Linked DNA regions of Sus scrofa: region 2 is linked to region 1. A link is a contact called in public HiChIP or PLAC-seq data. All regions are on one chromosome and are shown on one strand. Each heading gives the region's core, a stretch centred on a gene start, on an enhancer-like site or on the middle of the called end of the contact. The rest is flanking DNA. Distances are from core to core; before and after follow the strand shown.

Evidence for each region. HiChIP or PLAC-seq counts read pairs in DNA pulled down with a chosen protein or histone mark.
Region 2: an H3K27ac HiChIP or PLAC-seq map of skeletal muscle shows a contact between it and region 1. The contact joins two enhancer-like sites. A contact is called at or near these places in 4 of 47 Hi-C or Micro-C datasets (liver and skeletal muscle) and 2 of 2 datasets of contacts at active chromatin or transcription factors (alveolar macrophages and skeletal muscle).

What each region holds. Positions count from the first base shown.
Region 1 is chr6:152,973,951-152,980,222 of Sscrofa11.1, reverse strand. The region is part of intron 7 of FGGY (FGGY carbohydrate kinase domain-containing protein); the gene reads left to right. Among named protein-coding and RNA genes, the nearest start is that of FGGY, 240 kb to the left of the region's middle. Within about 2 kb of position 3,207, at least 11 of the 83 cell types and tissues checked have an H3K27ac peak or open chromatin away from gene starts, as enhancers often do. A contact at or near this core is called in liver and skeletal muscle, where this site is marked.
Region 2 is chr6:153,123,577-153,129,108 of Sscrofa11.1, reverse strand. All of the region lies in intron 5 of FGGY (FGGY carbohydrate kinase domain-containing protein), which reads left to right. Among named protein-coding and RNA genes, the nearest start is that of FGGY, 87 kb to the left of the region's middle. Within about 2 kb of position 3,253, at least 40 of the 83 cell types and tissues checked have an H3K27ac peak or open chromatin away from gene starts, as enhancers often do. A contact at or near this core is called in liver and skeletal muscle, where this site is marked.

The DNA of each region.
Region 1 (6,272 bases), core at 1,958-4,457:
GAGAAGGAGGGGGATTAGAAGACAGATACAGTCTTGCCGAGGAATCTGGAAGGAGAAAAGTGGTGTCAGTGCCCAAGCCGATAGAGGCAAGGACGACTCCGGGAGTTCCTGGATGTGACTTAGAAGGGGAGGGAGTTTGTTAGTGTGATGTGAAGGTTACTGTTTTAGGTTGAGGTTTGGTTTAATGAGAAACACTGCTGCCTGATAGCAGAACAGCTGCGGGAGCCTTGATGAGGGGCAGAGCAGGGATGGGGGAAGGGCAGATTTGAGTATGACATTTCAATAAATAATGAAGTTGGAGTCTAGGTCTATGTCTTTCTGACTCCAGAGTCTATGCGCTTTCTCCTACTTGTCCTGCTAATATATTAATGTATGTCTATATATGTCTGTGCCTTTTCATACATTAGCCTGTAACTACACAAACATATATCTATATCCAAAACGGAAGATAGAGCTTCTAGTTAACATTCTTCTGGGTAGGTGTGTTTTTAGATCCATTTTATGGATGAGAGAGTTGAGGCCCAGTGTGAAGAAGTGAATTTATTTAAAAAAAAAATACTTAAGGACAGCACCGGTGTCTGGGGTTCTCCCAGTCACGGGGAATAAGACGAGGCTTATTAGACCAGGCTGGCTGATTTTTGACTGCATGGTGGAAAGATCAGTAATCCTAAAGTGGATAATAATTTTGTTGATTACTTTTGTTGATTAATGTTGAATTGAATGTTGATGTTATTAAAGTCAGGTGTGGAGTGACTTGCTCTTTTCAAACCACCATCCTGGTATTTTTACCTCTATTAATGGTTGAGCGAGTGGACACTACAGTAGGCAGAGGGATTTGCCCAAGCAGAGGGGATAAGGCAGGATTGGATCCAAGGCTGATCTCTTTCTCCCCACGACTTCACATCTACTTCATGAAGACTTTGCATCCAATAGGGGAAAGTTTTTCCTCCTGAACAGAGCAGAATGTCTAGACTTAGTATAGATTCCTATGCCCAGAGACCCTGACTTCAAGCAAATCTCTGACCAGCTCATCCGCTTCAGAACCTTATCTGGTATCCAGAGGGAATTCATAATCGGAAGTTTCCCCTTATTCTCTCATGGATTCGTATGTGACTGAAAAGATGAGCTTTTGTCTTCTTTTGCTGAACTTGGGAACAAAAACAAAAACACCGGGATAACCCAGCTCCTGGTTCTACTACTGCCAGCCACCTGTTAGGAGCACTTCAGCGCTCCAAGTTCAAAAGGTAGAAGACTGCTGGAAACGTGTTTTGTTTGGGGGCCCGATGTCAAGATTGCACTTGCGTCACTGGCTGCAAGAGTAGGCTTACCCCAAAGATCCACTGTTTTTCATGGCACAGAAACTCAACACATGGTGCTTCACATCCATATAATATCCCTGAGCACTAATGTTTACTTTGGGGCTTGTACATCAGCAGCTGTTGGTGGGAAAATGCACATCTCCAGTTATCGCTTCTTGGCGGCGGCCTCACATCTGAACTGCCGGCTGCTTCCTTATCATCTCTCCACGGGCCTGGTTAATTTCCTTGTTTTCAACTTTCTCTTAACTAAGCATTCATATGAGTCATCATAAAGGGCAAACAGAAAAAAGAATTTATTTCCCTACACTGGGAATCTTGAAGATTGCCTCCTACCATCTTGTGGCCAGGATAACTATCTAGAGAGACTAAAAATAAAAAATGTCTGGAATATAGAAAAATGGTACTGGTCACTAGTTATACCTGAGAGTAGCACCTCCTCCACCCCACCTTCCATAACGCTAATCTTTATCATGCTCTGTACTATGATTCTGATGTCAGAATCTGGCTTCTGAACACAAGGAAAATGAAAAGTCTTGAGGTAATACAACATAGGAGTTCAAATCCTGGTTTGAACACCAATCCTAGTTCCATCTGCTGTCTCTGTGACCTTGGGAAGTTGCTTGATACTTCATGCCTCAGTTTTTTTCCTCTCTGAAATGGGTATAGTACTTGCACGCACCTCATAGAGTTGTTTGAAGAATAAATGAGCGACATTCTGTAAAGCTCTTTAGTGTCTGGCAGTGCCGTGTATATTTAGCTATGATTGATGGGATCTAAACGAATGTGTATTATGAATGATAGAAGTGTTCAAGGCGAAGTCATTCTTTTATTTTAAAAAATACGTGATATTTTCCTTTTATGTGCCAGGCATTGTTGTAGATGTTTGGACATAGTGGTGAATAGAGACAAGTTCCTGCTCCTATGAAGCTTCCTTCTTGTTGGGAGTGTCCATAACCTCCCATAGAAACATACTCATGAATATTTTTATATACACAGTATGCATGCATACAGAGTATGCATGCACATGTGTGCTTGTGTATCCACATATATGTTTATGTGCACATCTGTCTGTGCATGTGTATATGTGTGTGTTTGTGCATATGTGTGCACAGATGTGCCTCTATTGGCATGCTCAGCAATGTGCATGTACGGCTGAATGCTTGTGCATATGTGTTTGTGTACATGTATGTATACCAGTATACATATGTGTGTGTGCATATGTATATGCACATTTGGATATGTGTGTTTGTGCATGTGTGGGCATATGTGTACATGTGTGTATTTGTATATGCATCATTATGTGTTTATCAGGTACTGCTAAGTGTTATTAAGAACAGGTCTGTGTAAAGCAGTAGAGAGTGCCAGGAGTGAGAGAGTGCCAGTACAGAGAGTTCTGGAAAGTTTAATCCAGAGTGGTGACATTTGAGGAAACTGACCTCAATGAAGAGAGGGAACATTTTATGGTATAAGAAGCAAGGTAGCAGATAATTCAATTAGCAAATATGTGTTAGACCCATACTTGGCCTCAGATGCCATGTAGGGCATGGGGGCTGCCAGGCTGAAGATGATCCAGTCTTTTCTCTGGAGGAGCTTAGCAGCTGGTGGAGAAGGCAGACCTGTCATCAGAAAAATCCCATTGTAACCTTCACACTGCCTTTCCCAGATGTGAGGGAAGTGTCACAAGAGCACACGGAATGGATCAACCAGCTCTGCCAGGACAAGTGAGGGAAGCATCACGTAGGAGGTGCAAATGGGACAAGCATTTCAGGAGGCGGGAATGGAAAGTGAAAAGAGTGTGGAAAAGCCTGACTCCATCATGGGTCTTTTCAGTATGGCAAACTTGTTGTGCAAGTATGAGGAAACAGTGAGAGAGGGCCAGGAAATCAGAGCTGTGTACCATGTGTGGATTCTGAACTCCCAGCTTTGCCACTTGTTAGGAGCAAGTTACTTAACTGCTGTCTCAGATTTCCCTTCTGTAAATGGGGATGACAACAGCGCCTCCTCTGGTGGTTGTACTGTACTGGCGCCATTTCCTGACCTGTGTGAGCAATCAACAAGTGTCAGCTCTTCCAGGTCAGAAGCTCAAATGTAAAAAGCCTTGAATTCTAAGTTGAGGAAATTGGATGCTGAAAATCAACCTATCATTCAAATAGCTTCCTTGGCACTGACTGTCGTGTGAAAACTGTCAAGTGTTCTACCTGAAGAATTTGCCTTTGGGCAAGCAGCTAGGATTTGTCATACCAATGGGTGATACTGCAAAGGAACAGATAAAGCAGTAAAAAAAAAAAAAAAACAAAAAAAAAAACCTCATTTTATCTTAGAACAAAAGTTCACTTCAATGGAATGGAGCAGATATTTGTTTTCCCAGGCCCTGGAAATTCAGACATAGCTCACTTGCTGCCAGGGCTTTGCACTCCACCTTTGTAATGTTTGTTACTCAAACTGCAGAAGCATAGCTAGATGGGAAAGTACATTTCTCCATCTCCGACTTCTGTATCTCAGCACCAGGCCTGAGGCTGGAGGATGCTGCTTTTCAGGGTCTCATACCCACTCTGATCTTGGCCACTGTCTTAGTGAGAGGATTTTTGCCTCTGCTCCTGTCTCTTCATCCCATTATCTCTTCTCTTTCTTCAAATCGAAGTAGAGAGTGTACAAAGTCTGCCCAGGCTCACTACAGTCTGAGCTGCTGAATATTCTTCCAGAGCCTTCTAGTATTTCTGTGCCCATCCCTCTGAATATTCCATCTTCATTTTATCGATGACAGTGTCAGATTTTCCCACTAAACTTTCTTCTGTTCCCATTTTGACTAGAACTAGAAAGTACTGTTTGCTAGAAACTGCAAATGGAAAATATAAAGAGAGACAACATGAGAAAATAGATTATTTACATTATTTCCAGTTATCCATAGTAGATTGAAATCATAATATAGATCATCTAAAAAATGAGTATTTTATTTTGAACATAGAATGACATAGGATTTTTTTATTAATTAAGTTTTTTTTAGGATATAGTTGATTTACAGTGTTGAGTCAATTTCTGTTGTATAGCATAGTGACCCAGTCATTTTTTTTCTCATATTATCTTCTATCATGGTCTATCTCCTGATACTGGATATAGTTCCCTGTGCTATACAGTAGGACCCCATTGCTTATCCATGATCCATTCTAAATGTAATAGTTTGCATCTACTAACCCCAAACTCCCAGTCCATCCCACTCCCTCTCCCAACCCCTTGGCAACCACAAGTCTGTTCTCTATATCTGAGTCTTTTTTTTTGTAGATAGGTTCATTTGTGCCCATGTTTTAGATTCCACATATAAGTGATATCATATGGTATTTGTCTTTTTCTTTCTGACCTCACTTAGTATGAGAATCTCTAGTTGCAGTTGTTGCAGATACCATTATTTTTTATTGCTGAGTAGTATTCCATTGTATATATGTACCACATCTTCCTATCTGTTCATCTGTCAGTGTACATTTAGATTTGTTTCCATGTCTTGGCTATTGTGAATAATGCTACAGTGAACATGGGGGTATATGTATCTTTTTGAATGAAAGTTTTTTTTCAGATATATGCCCAGGAGAGGGATATAATTTTAGGTAGGAATGTAAATTGGTACAACCACTGTGGAAAACAGTATGGAGGTTCCTCAGAAAACTAAATATAGAACTACCATATGATGTGCATTTTTCTTTTGTTTGTTTTTATATCTATTTCTGTCCTTATTTACTTATTATAGTGGTTTTCAAATTTGAATATGCATAGTCAACCAAGGAGTTATTTAAAATGTGGGTTACTGGGTCCCCACAACCACCACTATGACAGGTTCTGATCAGTAGATTTGACTGGGCCCTAAACATCTGCCTTGTATACAATCCCCACATGATCCTAATGAACTTCTCCAGTAGCATCTTCGAAGATGTAGGAGTGATGGTCAACACTCAAGTTTATCGCAGTTACCTGTATATAATCTAGAAAGAACAAAATTGTGTTCAAGGAAACTGGAAGAATGAATTTTAAAAATTTTATTTCAAAAGCAGAGCAGGGAGTTCCCGTCATGGCGCAGTGGTTAACGAATCTGACTAGGAACCATGAGGTTGCGGGTTCGGTCCCTGCCCTTGCTCAGTGGGTTGACGATCCGGCGTTGCCGTGAGCTGTGGTGTAGGTTGCAGACACAGCTCGGATGGATCCTGTGTTGCTGTGGCTCTGGCGTGGGCCTGTGGCTGCAGCTCCGATTGGACCCCTAGCCTGGGAACCTTCATATGCTGCGGGAGCAGCCCAAGAAATAGCAAAAGGACAAAAAAAGAAAAAAGAGCAATAAGGAGCTCTTCTGATGTGGTGCCCTTACCATGAACTGGGAACTACCTAAGTGTTTGCGTAGATAACACTTGATATGAACAACAACTATGGGTGCACATTCTTACCACCCCCATATAAAGGCCAGAATGATATTCATCTTGGCTCAGGTATGTGTGGTGGGGTGGGAGGAGAAACTTGAAGGTCTGTCTGACTCTAGGTCTCCTGGTTTTACCATCGTATAGCTTCACCCATGCCTGTGTTGACTGAGTTATCCATAGTTTTTTTTTTAAATGTTCAAGAAACAGAAAACATGGAGAATCTTTGAATCCTATGCTCAGGTCTAGGGAAAGCTAAGGATTGTGTTAAGCTATTGACCTATACAGGTTCCTGGGCTGAATTTAGCATAGAGAGTTAAAAGCGTACCAGCCTTGTGACTCACCACTTTGAAAACTGAGGGGTCATTCTGCCACCAACATCAGTAATATGAGGAAAGACTCTATACACCTTTTATATTCAGGCCTCTCACCACTGAAAGTTGTAAAGAAAAACCCACACAGTTCAGTTCTGTGAAATATATTAAATAAGCCTGAATAATGTGTCTCTTATTCACACATTGTCTGCTTTACTGTGGTGTAACCTTATTGCCCAGCCTAA
Region 2 (5,532 bases), core at 2,004-4,503, 150 kb before region 1:
TGGGGTCAGTGACCATCCCTCTTTATCTGCCACAATGAGGCAAACTCTGGGGAAGATTGAGCTGTCTTCTTTCACTTTTCATTGGTAAAGCAGATATGGATGGAAAAGGTTAAGAATTCCCACCTTGGAGTTCCCGTCGTGGCACAGTGTTTAATGAATCCGACTAGGAACCATGAGGTTGTGGGTTCGATCCCTGCCTTTGCTCAGTGGGTTAACGATCCGGCATTGCCGTGAGCTGTGGTGTAGGACGCAGATGTGGCTCGGATCCCGCATTGCTGTGGCTCTGGCTTGGGCTGGCAGCTACAGCTCAGATTAGACCCCTAGCCCGGGAACCTCCATATGCCGCGGGAGCAGCCCAAGAAATGGCAAAAAGACAAAAAAAAAAAAAAAAAAGAAAAAGAATTCCCACCTTTGTCCTTTGGGACAAAGGAGGTAAAAGTGTGTGACCTTGGATCGATATGATATGCACCCTTCATTAAGTGGTTCTGAATTTGCTAGTTTCCATAATTTTATAAAAAAAAGAAAATCCTGTTTTTTAGTGAGAACTTGCTGTGTATCAGGCACTGTTCTAGGTCATTAAATATATTGTTTATATGTATATATAAACAATTTAACAATGTTTTGTTAGTTTTAGGTATATAACACAGTGATTCAGTCATAATATTCTTTTCCCTTACGGGTTATTAGAAAATACTGAATATAGTTCCTTGTGCTATACAGTTATACAGTTGGTCCTTGTTGGTTATCTATTTTATATATTGGAGTGCATATAGGCTAATCCCAAACTCCTAATTTATCCCTTCCCCTTCCTTTTCCCCTTTGGTAACCGTAAGTTTGTTTTCTGTCTGTGGGTCTCTTTCTGTTTTGTAAATAAGTCCATTTGTAGAATATTTTAGATTCCACATGTAAGTAGTATCATGTGATAAATGTCTTTCTTTGTCTGGCTTATTCACTTAGTATAATAATTTCTAGGCCCATTTATGTTGCTACAAATGGCATTATTTCATTATATTTTAGGCTGTGTAATAATCCATCATGTGCATATGTATATATATAAATATTTGTCTTTTTAGGGCCACATTTGTGGCATACATATTTTATAAAATATATGTGCACACACACACACATATATACACATAGACACACACGCCACATCTTCTTTATCCATTCATCTGTCTTTTTCAGCTCTTTGGTATAGATCTAGATGTGAGTTCCATACCCTTGAAAGTCATACAGCCAGTAGGACTGTAATTTTTCAACTGAGTAGCTGTATAGCATTTCCTTTGCTTACCAGTTTTCTCTGAGACCTTGAATTTCTTTTAGAATCTAGTCTTGTTTGCTCTTTAATATGGTAAAAGTGGAGCAATCTCAGGCTGGGAGTCCTCATTTACAAATAGTATGACAGTATATTCTTTGCTGAAATAACATTTTTGACTGCACCCATGGCATGTTCCCAGGCCAGGGATTGAACCTGTGTCACAGCAGTAAACAGAGCCAAAGCAGTGACAACACCAGATCCTTAAACCTCAGAACTATCAGGGAACTCCTGCTGAAAATGTTTTGAAACTGTAAAAATGCTCAAGAATAGAGATCACGTTTTCCAGGTGCTATTACAGAATCCCGGAAGGTTCTTGCTGTGAGGGTGAAACTGCTAAGTGAAGTAGGGGTTAGGTTTTAAGGGGACCATATCCAAGTCATATATTGTTTAGAGTTCTTTTCTCTGACCCCGGAAGGCCTTCCTTGGGAGGGACAGGACATTTTGGTCTTGGTGGCCTCTTAAATCAGTTTGCTATCCTGGATGGCTGCCACTGTAGGTGAACTCTTGTGAACTTTTGGATATGCTGTACTTGTGTGATTCTAGGTAGCCTCTGAGTTTCAGTCTGATTAACGGTGTCAATATTCAGTCTTGGATACTGTAAGAACTCTGTGGCCTTGATGGTGAGGCCTTAGGACACATAGCATAAAATACACCTGGTGGCATGGTTTGAAACTTGGAAGAAATATCTGGTCCAGCCAGGTAACCCTGGGCCCTTGGTGCTCAGTTTGTCTGCAGAGTGTGGTGGCTGGATTAGGTGATCCATTTAGCCCCTCCCTGGACTGAACCTCTGAGTCCAAAAGTAATGGTGTCGACCAAAGTCTCCCTTTGACTTCTTTCTTAAAGCTCAGGTTATTGGAAGAAGTATTATAAAAGCCTGACATTAAATTCAACCCTTTGGGATATAATTTAGTGTCAGAATGCTGTATCCTTGTCTTCTTTTTTCACCTCTTCTAGTTAGTTTATTATTTTTTAAATACACCTTCTTTTTTTCTTGTTTTCTTCATTTTTCTTCCTTGCTCTAAATTATAGTCAAGGGCCTTTGAAGAGAATTCTTAAATGTTATTAAGAAATTGCAGTCAGGGAGCCCTTTGTTCCCAAGTCATTTAGAAGATTGCTTTTCCTTTTGTTAAATATGAAACATTGTCAACCTGCATTGTTAAAATGTGCCAAAAACTGCATTCACCACTAAAAAGTGTCAGCTCTCATTATTGCCCAGATATTATTCTTTTCAAAAGCTGAGCACTCTCCCCGGGCTTTCTAAACAATCTTCAGCTCATTCATCTTTCTGGTTTCGTTACGTTTTTGAACCTCTCTCAGTCCTACCTAGAGTGGCAGCCTGTCTTTTAAAAATTAATGGGTTCCAAATGCCAGTCAAACCTATTTCCGCCCTCAACCTCCTGCTCCCCTCTCCGGCCCTGCCTGTTAGGAGTCTTATACTCTGTATAAATATTGAGCTGCAGATAGTTTCTAAAGAGGTGTTTGGACTTTTAATTAACACTGACAGCCTGTCTGCCTGGGATTTTGCTCTGCTGTCTCCATGGAAAAGTCAGGCAGGTCATATGGAGAGGAGCGGGGCTCCGCAGTGGATATGTTCCTGGCGGCTGGCCCTAGAGACACTGAACTCCGAGCCAACCATGAAGTCATTTTGAATTTAAGGAGTCTTGCTAATCCAAGGCAATGTGTCTTAATTTGACAAAGTAAAGACTGCCCGATAAGCAACCCTAACTACAAGTTCTGTGAAACTGGGGGTGTTTGTAAGTTTAGATTGTGCTAGAGAAACGTGGTGATGTGGAAGAATGGGCTCGTTTTCTTCTGTTTACTCCCTTTCCCATCCCATCCCCCCCCTCCCCCCCCCCGACTTTGGCCCAGTTCAGCCCTGCAGTCTGGCCTCTGCAGTGGCTTGATATGAAATTTGAGAAACATATGTAGTTTTCTATTTCAGGAAAATGATCTCAGGGATTGAATGTGTTTTTTTGTCGGCTGTTAAGCTCTGATCTTGCCCAGTGTGGTTTTTTGATGATGGGAAAGAGGCTTCGAAGTGCTTTTTATCAGAATTCCTTGTAATAAACCTTAGGGCTTTTTTTTTTTTTTTTCGTTAGGCCCCCACCCCCTCCCTGGCCCTCAGCACAATGTCATCTATTCTGTCAGAAGTGGGAAGAAGTGCACGTTGTTCATGTTACAATCAGTTCATTGCTGCGGGCAGGCACATACACAAAAATGGCCGCTGTGTCCACCCTTCACAAAAGCTGTTTTAAATGTAGTTCAGTGGAGGGCCAGGGGTCTGCATACTGTTGCCCATAAAGGAAAAGGGAACCATGGAGGAGAAGTCGGCCTTTGTTTTGCCTTGGAAGGGCCAGTATTCTTCTTTGTTCTTGAGGTGAGAGCCAACAATGGGCCCAGTGCCCTGTAAAACCAAACTTCATTGATCCAGGCATGCAGAGGATGTGTGGACCAGCATGGCTGGGCCTGATGAGAGCAGAGCCGAGAGAGGGGTGAGGTGAAGTGCTGGCCGGGAGATGGGGAGGTGGGAGGCCGACTCGATTATTTTCATTTGGGTCTGACCTGCCCCGTGTCCGAGGAGGAGGCATGGCTCCAGCCCATCAAGGAGCATCTCTGTCATGGTAGAGAAGGGTTCCCTGCTTATTCACCAGATGCAGGCCTCTTGAGGACAGTTGCATGTCCACGTTCATCTTTGCTTCCAGGGGGTACTTGCTGAATGAATAAGAGAATGATGTGCTCCAGCGGAGATCTCTACAGAATACGCTGAAAGCATAGACAAAGGACCGACCTACCCATCCCAAGAGTTGGGCAAAAAGGGGGAGAAAGCACAGAAAGGTGTACCCAGAGGAAAGGGAGCTGGCATTCCTGGGCAGCATGCCCGTTATCCGATTTGATCCTTGTATCATTTTAACAGATGAGGAAACCAAGACAGGGGACACGTTCATCATCACACAGCCATGAAGGAGCAGAGGCTGGATCTGAAACTAGGTCTGCATGGCTCCTAAGCGATGTCATTTGGTGTGGCTCAATCTTCCAGCAAGGGAGGAAGGATGGAAATCCTGGTTCCTCTCACACTGCATTTGTCTCCACCACTTGTTTGGTTTGCAGTGAAAAGCCCCCCTCCCTCTGGCCCTGAGATCTGGGCTTTGTCGAAATGGTTTGGGAAAATTTAAGAGACTTTTGGGCAGTGGTGGAGATGGGCTTCCCCTGAAGGAAATGCATTGAAATTGAAGCTTTGGGGACCTCGGATTGCATGGGCCCCATGAGTGCAGGTAGCTGTTGGGAGTCGTAGAATGTTCTGGGTGGGGAGGGGTTGCAGTCAGGAAGGACTTCTGTGTAGGCATTTCTCATCTCAGGAAAAGGGAATCTAAATGCCCTAGGTTCCACTTATTTTAGTTTTTTTTTTTCCTCATTGTAAACCTTCATTATGGTACCTGATTTTATATTCATAATTTTGTATTCCTTTCTTTGAGTTCCCCATGTAAAAGCTTCAGGCCCTTTAAGATGGGGATTTGTCCCAGGAAGTGACATGAGAGCACCTTGCACGGAGGAGGGAACTCAAAGTAGCCGTTGAGTTTGGGCTCTGGGGTGGCACGCCAGCCCTGGGACTTAATCGTGTGACCAGGAGCAAGTCTCTTACATCTTTTGCACGTTGTTTCCCTCATTGTACTCTATGGGCTTGCTGTGGGGATTGAAAGAGTTCACATGGATAGAGCTTATAGGCCAGCGTGCTGAGGACTCGGGAGATGTCAGCTGCCCTCGCGGCTCTTGCTGTTATTTGTTACTGGTACCTGAGACCCACATAGATGGTGCCAAATACCAGTGCCTGCCATTAAAACATTGACCTTCTGAGGGGGATAGTGCAAGGACAACTTTAGACTTACATTAAAAAGCCCACAGACGGTCCCGTTATGCATCCATCTCCTTAGCGTCTTTGGCCATCCTTCAAACGGCTTCAAATAGACTTTGTTAATTGGAAAACTGGTGCTATTTTCACAGAACTGAGAAGTGAGCTGTCTTTATTTCCTGCCAGTGTTCATCATACACCAACATTCCAGCCCCGTCAGCCGTCTCACACATCCTGGGGCCCTTTCATGTCTTCTTGCTTTTGCACATACCGTTCCCTCTCCAGAACGGCATCTGCCTGCTTTTATCCTGGCTGAGCTGTTACTCATCCTTCAGGACCCGTCTTAAATGTCCTGTTGTTTGTGGAG